Linked DNA regions of Sus scrofa: regions 1 and 2 are each linked to region 3. A link is a contact called in public Hi-C data. All regions are on one chromosome and are shown on one strand. The core of a region is the stretch at or near the end of the contact, and the rest is flanking DNA. Distances in the headings are between cores, read along the strand shown. Region 1 overlaps LOC106510388 (a long non-coding RNA gene). Region 2 overlaps SLC38A4 (sodium-coupled neutral amino acid transporter 4). Region 3 overlaps LOC106510390 (a long non-coding RNA gene).

What was found. Hi-C and Micro-C count contacts between places; a contact is called where the count stands out from the background.
Region 1: a Hi-C map of liver shows a contact between it and region 3, with 3 times the contacts expected there. A contact is called at or near these places in 4 of 47 Hi-C or Micro-C datasets (embryonic fibroblasts, liver and skeletal muscle) and 1 of 2 datasets of targeted methods (alveolar macrophages).
Region 2: a Hi-C map of skeletal muscle shows a contact between it and region 3, with 3 times the contacts expected there. A contact is called at or near these places in 3 of 47 Hi-C or Micro-C datasets (psoas muscle and skeletal muscle) and 1 of 2 datasets of targeted methods (skeletal muscle).

Annotation. Positions count from the first base shown.
Region 1 is chr5:76,984,057-76,986,996 of Sscrofa11.1, reverse strand. All of the region lies in intron 2 of LOC106510388 (a long non-coding RNA gene), which reads right to left. It also overlaps the pseudogene LOC110260813. Among named protein-coding and RNA genes, the nearest start is that of SLC38A1, 91 kb to the left of the region's middle.
Region 2 is chr5:77,420,650-77,423,797 of Sscrofa11.1, reverse strand. All of the region lies in intron 13 of SLC38A4 (sodium-coupled neutral amino acid transporter 4), which reads left to right. All of the region lies in intron 12 of LOC106510390 (a long non-coding RNA gene), which reads right to left. Among named protein-coding and RNA genes, the nearest start is that of SLC38A4, 67 kb to the left of the region's middle.
Region 3 is chr5:77,193,269-77,196,136 of Sscrofa11.1, reverse strand. The region is part of intron 1 of LOC106510390 (a long non-coding RNA gene); the gene reads right to left. The region is part of intron 1 of LOC102160630 (a long non-coding RNA gene); the gene reads left to right. Among named protein-coding and RNA genes, the nearest start is that of SLC38A2, 69 kb to the right of the region's middle.

The DNA of each region.
Region 1 (2,940 bases), core at 152-2,651, 210 kb after region 3:
GGAAAAGTTCAGCAGGCTGATGAGTAAGATCTGAGTTGTCCAGTTACGGAAACAGCAAAATGCCAGATGATTCTTCAGACTCATTTGAGATGTTTTAAGATACAATAAAAAGTCTATTGACTTAGAACTTTTTCTTAAAAATTAATTAATTAATTAATTATATCTAGACTAGAACCTTACTTACTATAGAGAGGAATCTGGAAAAGAGATTCCATCTTATATATCAAGTGGGTGAAGGGAAGCATCCATGGACAAAGGAAGCTGTCCTCTTAAGGCAGTTTCACCCACACACCAGAACTACAGCACTGCCTGCAAGCAAAGCCTTAAATCAGACTCCCACATAAGATGAGACTGAGATGGGAAACATGTCTTCCACTCCGTCCAAAAAGGCATCCAGCAGGCCCTGCCCTTTAGGGAAATGTCTTGACCTCCCTTTTGGAGAGTGGTCCTTAGGTGGATGGGGTAGAGGCAATATCCTTTCTTGCAGTGGGCAATTAGCCTGATGAAGACTCCTCATTAGTGCCACCCATCACAGGTGAGACATCAAGAGAGGGCTGTCTATTGGAGAGACGTGGCACCCTAAGCAGAGCAGAGACACCTCTCAGTGAGCTCCACAAGCACTAATCCCACATCTGATCGGGAGTAAAGCTGGACTATGTGTGTGAGCACATGCGATACCTGATCTTCCAGGATTCCCCGCATGACCCAAGGACAAATGGCTTGTCTAGGAGAACGTATGAGGAGGTATGAACGTGGCTTTGGACTCAAACTAACTTGGTTGGAATCCTGCCTCTACCATATACAAGTGACTTTGAGTAGGTTAATCTTGCTCAGTCTCAGTTTCCTTGACCACAAAATGGGAATAATCATAGCCATCTCATAGAATGATTGTGAGGAAGAAACCGTTCAGCACATGATAAATGGCTTTGCAAGTAAGCCCAGAATCCTGGTTACCAACTGTCATGATGGTGATCTTGCTTGTGGGCCCAGAGTCCATGTTTCCCCTGAGTTTGCAGCCAAAACAGGTGAGAAAACCCTACTCAGCCAGCACAAAATCACTGTTTATACCAGACTGGAGGCCAGTATAAAAGCTCAAAGAATGTTGTAGTTCGAATCCAAATGCAACCCTCGCTCTTCTGAATCCCCAAAGGGGGTACTCAAGGTGGAGCTGTCACAGAGAGTTTGTGACTAGATCACTGTAGAAAAGCCAAGCAAACTACGTGCTCTAAAAAGGAGTTCTTTTCACAAGAGTAGCAGTTGGCAGAGACTGCTGCCCTCAAGAGTCAAAGCAGGGTGGATTCTCACCAGGGAAGTGTGCCCTTGGCACAGGCTCCTGGCAGAGGGCATAGAATGTTTTGCCATGACGTCAGAGCTGTGGGCGGCTGAGCCACGTAAGCAGGGTCAGCAGGGCCAAAGCTCATGGGTAGAAATGAATGGCAGAGGAAGTGGAAGAAGACCAGTTCCTAAGAAGGATGAAAAATCACATGTACAGTGGGACAGCTGTTTCCTCCAGTGTCTGAGATCATCGTCAGATTCAATCTTTTTTTGTAATAAAATATCACCTCTATTAATGTGCAGATTCCAGGGTGAGATAATCTGGAAAAGCACTAGATGCTGCATAAACGGTCCCTGACATAAAACTAGAAATTACGTATATGGTAATTAGTTTGCTGTACTAAAACCATGAGCCCCAACACGTCCGTCTTGTACCTCATGGCATTAGGCACTTGAGCTATTTTATTGTATTAGCTGTCTTTGGCAGCTGCCCAGTAATACCTAGAGTCAGTCCCTTGCCCCCCAGCCCCGCCTGCTACCATGAAGCCTGTTAAACAAACTTCTTGAGCAATAAGGTCAGGAACAGTGCAACCTTCCTCACCTTCAATCAACCTTTCCTTAATTGGGCAATTAATTTGCCTACGTGTGGTCCTGACAAAAGAGAAATGCCGTTTTGGTTTTCTCAAAGCATGCCATCAAGACTGCAATTCACTCATCTGAGTTCCTGCTTCTTAGTTACACACATAAGACACCAAAGAAACAGGCGCGCCTAGATGTACATATTCTTCATACTTCATCTTTCCTGTATTTTCAGCAAGCCGAGGTTTAAAACCATCAGCTTAAATGAGAACACTCTCACTCAATGGTTAAATGTTACCCTTTTATTGACCCCGAGGTCATTCAGATTTGAGACTGAAACAACAGCCGGAAATGCTCTGTGAGTGATTATATCTGCACAAATACATCTTTTATTTAAAAGAATATTTATTCAGTCATAAAAAAGAATGAAACTGTGCCATCTGCAGCCACATAGATGGACTTAGAGATTACCATAAAAGTTAGTCAGAGAAAGACAAATATCATATGAAATCACTTACATGCGGAATCTAAAAAATGATGCAGATACACCTATCTACAAAGCAGAAATGGACTCACAGACATAGAAAACAAACTTATGGTTATCAAAGAGGAGAGGGGGAGTTCCCGTTGTGGCGCAGTGGTTAACGAATCCGACTAGGAACCATGAGGTTGCGGGTTCGGTCCCTGCCCTTGCTCAGTGGGTTAACGATCCGGCGTTGCCGTGAGCTATGGGTAGGTTGCAGACGCGGCTCGGATCCCGAGTTGCTGTGGCTCTGGCGTAGGCCGGTGGCTACAGCTCCGATTAGACCCCTAGCCTGGGAACCTCCATATGCCACGGGAGCGGCCCAAAGAAATAGCAAAAAGACAAAAAAAAAAAAAAAAAAGAGGAGAGGAGAGAGGGATAGATTAGGAGTTTGGGATTAACAGATACATGCAACCATATATAAAACAGATAAACAACCGGGGTTTATTGTATAGCACAGGCAACTATATTCAATATCTTGTAATAACCTATAAAGGAAAAGAACCTGAAAAAGTATACTAGATACAGATATATATATAGATGTATAGATGTCTGAATCACTT
Region 2 (3,148 bases), core at 253-2,752, 230 kb before region 3:
CCATGTGGCTTTTTTTAATTTTTACCAACATATAGTTAATTTACAAGGCTGTGATAATTTCTGCTGTACAACAAAGTGACCCAGTCATGCATAGACACATATCCATTCTCTCTCAGATTCTTTTCCCACATAGATTATCATAGACTACTGGGTAGAGTTCTCTGTGCTATACAGCAGGTCCCTGCTGGTCAGTCGTTCTATAAACGTCAATGTGCATATGCCAATCCCAAACCAAATCCCCAGTCCATCCCTCCCACCTCACCCCCAACCTGTCCCCATTGGTAACCATAAGTTTTTCAAAGTCTGTGAGCCTGTTTCTGTTCTACAAATAAGTTCATTTGTATCCTTTTTTTTTTTTTTTAGATTCCACATATAGGTGATATCATATGATGTTTGTCGTTCACTAACTAGCTTCACTTAGTATGATAGTTTCTAGATCCATCCACGTTCCTGCAAATGGCCTTATTTCATTCTTTTATATGACTGAGTGATGTTCCATTGTATACATGTACCACATCTTCTTCATCCATTCCTCTGTTGATGGACATTTAGGTTGCTTCCCTGTCTTGGCTATTGTGAATAGACCTGCCATGAACACTGGGGTGCATGTATCTTTACAAATTATGGTTTTCTCTGGATATATGCCCAGGAGTGGGATTGCTGTATCATATTGTAGTTCTATTTTTAGAGTTTTGAGGAACCTCTGTACTGTTTTCCATAGAGGTTGCACCAACTTACATTCCCACCAACAGTGTAGAAGTGTTCCCTTTTCTCCACACCCTCTCTAACATTTATTATTTGTAGACTTTTTGGTGATGGCTGGTGTAAGGTGGTACCTCATAGTAGTTTCAATTTGCATTTCTCTAATAATTAGTGATGTTGAGCATCTTTTCATGTGTTTTTTGGCCATCCGTTATGTCTTCTTACTTCTTAAATTTTAAAGCGCAAACTGCATCAACTTTCTAAACATAATTGCATTTTCACCACAGTTCTGAAGGTATTTCATGTCTTCCCCCTAGTTTCTTGTGCTACCTTAACATCCCAAAGTAACCTCATTTAATCTGATTCCTTGAAGGCTAATGAGGAGAGTCATGTTAAGTAAATTACATGCCAGAACCAAATTTCTTGAAAAACAACCATATTATCCATCATATGTCTCTTCTGCTGCCCCCAAGATTGACACAGACCCTCTTGCTGGACTTGTAGGAGTATGGTCCCTGCAGGACTTTTGCCATTGGCATCAGTTATTCTGGGATCTACTCAGGCTGGTCATGGAAATTGGGGCAGCACGAGTTAAAACCACCACCTATGGATAAACACAAGCCTGCACTTTCCTGCCAACTCTTCTCCTTTCATAAACACTGAATTTACCATTCATTTCACAGGAGTTGGGGGGGGGCATAAGCAACACAGTAACCAGTCCTGTCCTGTACAGAATGTTCCATACGGAGCCAAGTAGATGAGGACGACTCATATAATGACACTGTGGTCACTTTAAATGCAGCTTGTGTGCTGAAATATTTTCTGGCACATTCCTTTCTCATGAGTGCATGAAATCAGATCCTTATTACTATGGCGGCTAAGAGTTTACTTTTAAAGAATGTCTTTCCTCTCATACATCTGAAAGTATTTCAAATAACATGCACATAGCTTTCATCTAAAATCAGCGCCATTGTGGGTACAAGGCAGAAGACAGCTGTAGACAGAAAGTGTACCACAGGGTAAAATTGCCAAGCAAACAGCATTGCCAAGGAAAAAATATCTGGAGCCCTTATTTTTCATGTGTAAAATAAGATATTAATGATTACATTTGGGGACACAGTGGGCCCTCATATCATTGTCGAGTCACAGTATTTCATTAAAGAACTCTGTTGTGTGTTTCTGTACTGCTTTGTTCATAAGCCCTAAGCACAGTGCTTTCAAGTCGTGGTCTCAGGAGATTAATGGACTTGGCTGTGGTTACACAGCTAGTTGGTAAGAGTTGAACTAGTGCACTGCTCAGAGCATGACCCACTGGTGGTCATGGTAATGAGAAAACGGGAAGTGAGAGTCAGTCTTTCATTTAGTGAGGATCATTCCTGTCAACATTAACAATCCAGATCTTGGGAGTTCCACTGTGGCTCAGTGGTAGTGAACCTGACTAGGATCCATGAGGATTCAGGCTCAAACCTTGGCCTCGCTCAGTGGGTTAAGGATCTGGTGTTGCCATGAGCTGAGGTGTAGGTTGCAGATGTGGCTCAGATCCCACATTGCTGTGGCTGGGGTGTAGACCGTAGCTGTAGCTCTGATTCAACCCCTAGCCTGAATATGCCACCTATGTGGCCCTAAAAAGCAAAAAACAAAACAAACAAAAAAACAATACAGATCTCTCGTAGAAATGCTTCCCCGGTGAAACAGATAAGGCATGGACATAAACCCGACCATCAGGAATGGCGACACATTTCCCATTAGATGTACTTGCCATGATAGTTCAGAAACAATTCCCATCAGATGCCCATTCGAACCAAAACTGATCATTAGAACCAAATTTCAGAAAAACAACTGCTCTCCTGTATTATGTACTTTCACTCCCCATTAGCAGATTTGAAACACTTTGCATGGAGTTCTGTTTCACCCTTACAGTGTTATATTGAGATGTCCTGTATACTGTCCACTTTTTCCTCTGGTTACAAGTCCCTGGAGGTTAGGGGTAGACACAGGGACTGGCACGGGATGAGCTCAACCAGGCGTGCACAGCTCACAGCAGGAATGCTAAGGAAAACAGTCTCCAAATGAATCTTGCCCTTTCTAGAGATGTGTAAACTGCCTTTTCTATAAAAAGCACAGACTTCTCCTGGCCGACATGTGCCGTGAACTTCAGTTTGGGTGAGGATCTTGGCTACGTGAACCTAGCCTCCAGGGTAGTGATGGATGACATAAAAGTGTGTCCAGCCCCCTGTCCCAGTCTAGTGCCACAAGGCTACCTTCAGACACTTCTCCCCCAGAGTGATAGAAGCTGTTAGTGGTGTATATGTTTCTTACAACTGAAAGCCAAGATTTCCCACATGTTAAATGCGGAGTCTGAACAGCCTGGTTCTCCTAACATGTTTCTTTGAATGAAGAAACTCTTCATCAATACGTTTATTTCCTTTGTCTTGATATCTCCACA
Region 3 (2,868 bases), core at 42-2,541:
GACCCCTAGCCTGGGAACTTCCATATGCTGCAGGTACAGCCCTAAAAAAAATTTTTTAAATAGGTTTCAGAGATTAAAAAGAGAGAGCAGAATTCCTGAATCCCAGGCATGGATGGATGATTCTGTCTCCCCTCTTTTACTGTGACACACGTGACCAAAAGGCTATGGCAGCCTTTTCCCCACGTCTCATAAGAGTTGGCATTGAAGAGGTCACACTGTCTGTCCCTAGCCACCTTAAGTTTTAAAGGAAGCACTCAGAGTTCCTGTCGTGGCGCAGGGGAAACAAATCTGACTAGGAACCATGAGGTTGCAGGTTCGATCCCTGGCTTCGCTCAGTGGGTTAAGGATCCAGCATTGCCATGAGCTGTGGTGTAGGTTGAAGACGCGGCTTGGATCTGACGTTGCTGTGGCTGTGGTGTAGGCTGGTGGCTACAGCTCTGATTAGACCCCTAGCCTAGGAACCTCCATATGCCGCAGGTGCGGCCCTGAAAAGACAAAAAATAAATAAACAAATAAATAAAGGGAGCATTCTGAGGCCCATAGAGTTGAAGGGACTTGCCTTAAACCACACAGCTAGTAAGAGAGGCCTCCTTCCCAGACACTGCACTGCTCCATTCATGCTCCATCCCAGAGCCACTGGAACAGACTCACTCATTCAGCAAAAATGTCCTGAGAACCTGCTAGCAGGGGAAGTCCCAGACAGAAGGCCAATTCTCATCTGCTAAAAAAAAAAAAAAAAAAAAAAAAAAAAAAAAAAAAAAAAATTCCTTTCTCCCCTCAAAGGGAAAAAAAAAAAGATCAAAGTCAAAATGAACAGGGTCATAGGTCAGGACAAGATTTAGAGAGGCCTGAAGTTTAGGCAGACCTGGATGCATAGCCTGACTCTACGCTTTGCTAATGTGTGACCTTGGGCTTCTGCATCCTACTCTGTAAAACTGTGAAAATTCCTCAGAAGTGGTTTGTGAGGATGAAAGGAGATGGCGCTTTTTTGTTTGTTTTTTGTTTTTTGGTATTTTTAAATAACATAGTGTCTGGACACAGTAAGAGGGTGACGAAGTGGTCCCAGGTAGCACTACCACTGACTGAGCCAGGCTGGGAAAGAAAGAATATTTTTGTTCCCTTTTCCTTCATTCTCCCCTCAGACAGCCTAAGGGTGCTCTACTCTTGCCCCTGCCGTCTGCACCACATCAAGGCGGAGAGTTCCTTGCGTGTTACAAACGGCTTGCAAGGCCTCACTTCCTGGGTTCTGCATGCAGGGCTTCCTAACTCTAACTCTCTCTCTCTCTCTCTTCCTCTCTCTCGCTCTCTGGCTTTTCACTAAACCACGGCTTTTAAACTCCTCCAAGTCTGTGACTCATCCACTAGTCCAAACTTGCACACATTCCTACAAGAAAGAACTCAGAACTCTGCCTATTAAATTTCCAGTTACTAATAAGACATCAGATTAGACATTCAGCTGAGAATGGCTGAAAAGCAAAACACAAGTGTATTGAGAGCTCCCCCCAATACACCCTTTATTCTTGGCCTCTGTGAGTCCTTTAATCCATAACAAACAACGCAAAGTGCTACATGAAAGGTGACAGGGGCGGGATCCCCAGTGCTCCTGGAAGAGTTGGGATAAGCGCTGGCAAACACAGAGTGAGGAGCATGGAAATGCCAAGGCAGTCAGGGCTATATAAAGACAGATGCGTCAGTGTTCAGAACAGGGAACATCTATAAGACCCAGGGGTTAGCAGAATGACGGTGGAGAGTGAAGCAAGACAGCACCTGTTTGGAAAGGCTTCAAGGAAAAGAGTTCTGAAGGGCAGTGGGGTGACAGGCGGACCTCAGAGGTGACAAGAGGGAGCAGAGCGCAGAGGGCAAGGCGATAACAGAAAGAAAAAGGGAGCAAAGAGCAAAAGTGAGGGTATTTGCAAACTTCACCAGAACACCTTGCTGCCCACGTGAGCAAAGAGAACCGGAGAGCTGAATACATCTGATTAGAAGCAGAGGTAATTGTTGCCCACTCTTCCCCTTACAGGCTTATCTGTATGAATCAAGTCATGAATTCGCTTCCTCCTTAGCATTGATCACAAATGGGAATGCCCCAGACCCAAAGGCAAATAAATAACTTCAAAACCCTAGGAGTGAATTATTAGCCTCGCCTGGATCACTGAAAAGGAGAAACATCTAGGGGTCATGGCCAAACTTTTTTTTCCACTACAGACCTATCTATAAATTTTAAAACATGAATTTCCATAAACGGTTTGGTTAACCTGTCTTATCACACATGACGGCAAGTTTTTAATGACTAGAAGGTTTACGTTTTTGCTGTGTGAACAACGATGTCTAATCCAGCAGCACCGTGTTGCTAGTGGAGACTTTTATAAATACTCGTTGACTCAGCTGCTCATGCTCTTGACTCAGGTCATATCCGTTTCGAGAAACCTTGATTTGATCAACCACGAAGGCCCAGGGGGCCACATGGGTGACAATTTATATAATAAAATAATATCCTCTTTAACGAGAGCATTCAAGGTGACAAGCACAATTCTAGCACCTTACTCATCATTTCCAATTCTTGATGATTAAGGAATCTCACCCTGTGATAAAGCCGATGTCCTTCCAGATGAGAAAACAGGGGCCTAGAGAAGAGAAGCAATGTTCCCAAGTTATATAATTAATAAGTCACTGAAAGGAGACCATAGTCCAGCCCTACCTAATTCCACACTGAGGTGGTGGGGGTCTCACCCAAAAATCAGACAGATTACACCAAGAAATCTCTTAAATCTATGCTTTAAATTAAAAAGAAAAAAAAAAGAAGAAAGAATAACAACTACCTTTGCAGACCTATAAATAGTTTTTCAAATATAAAATTAAGTACGCAGT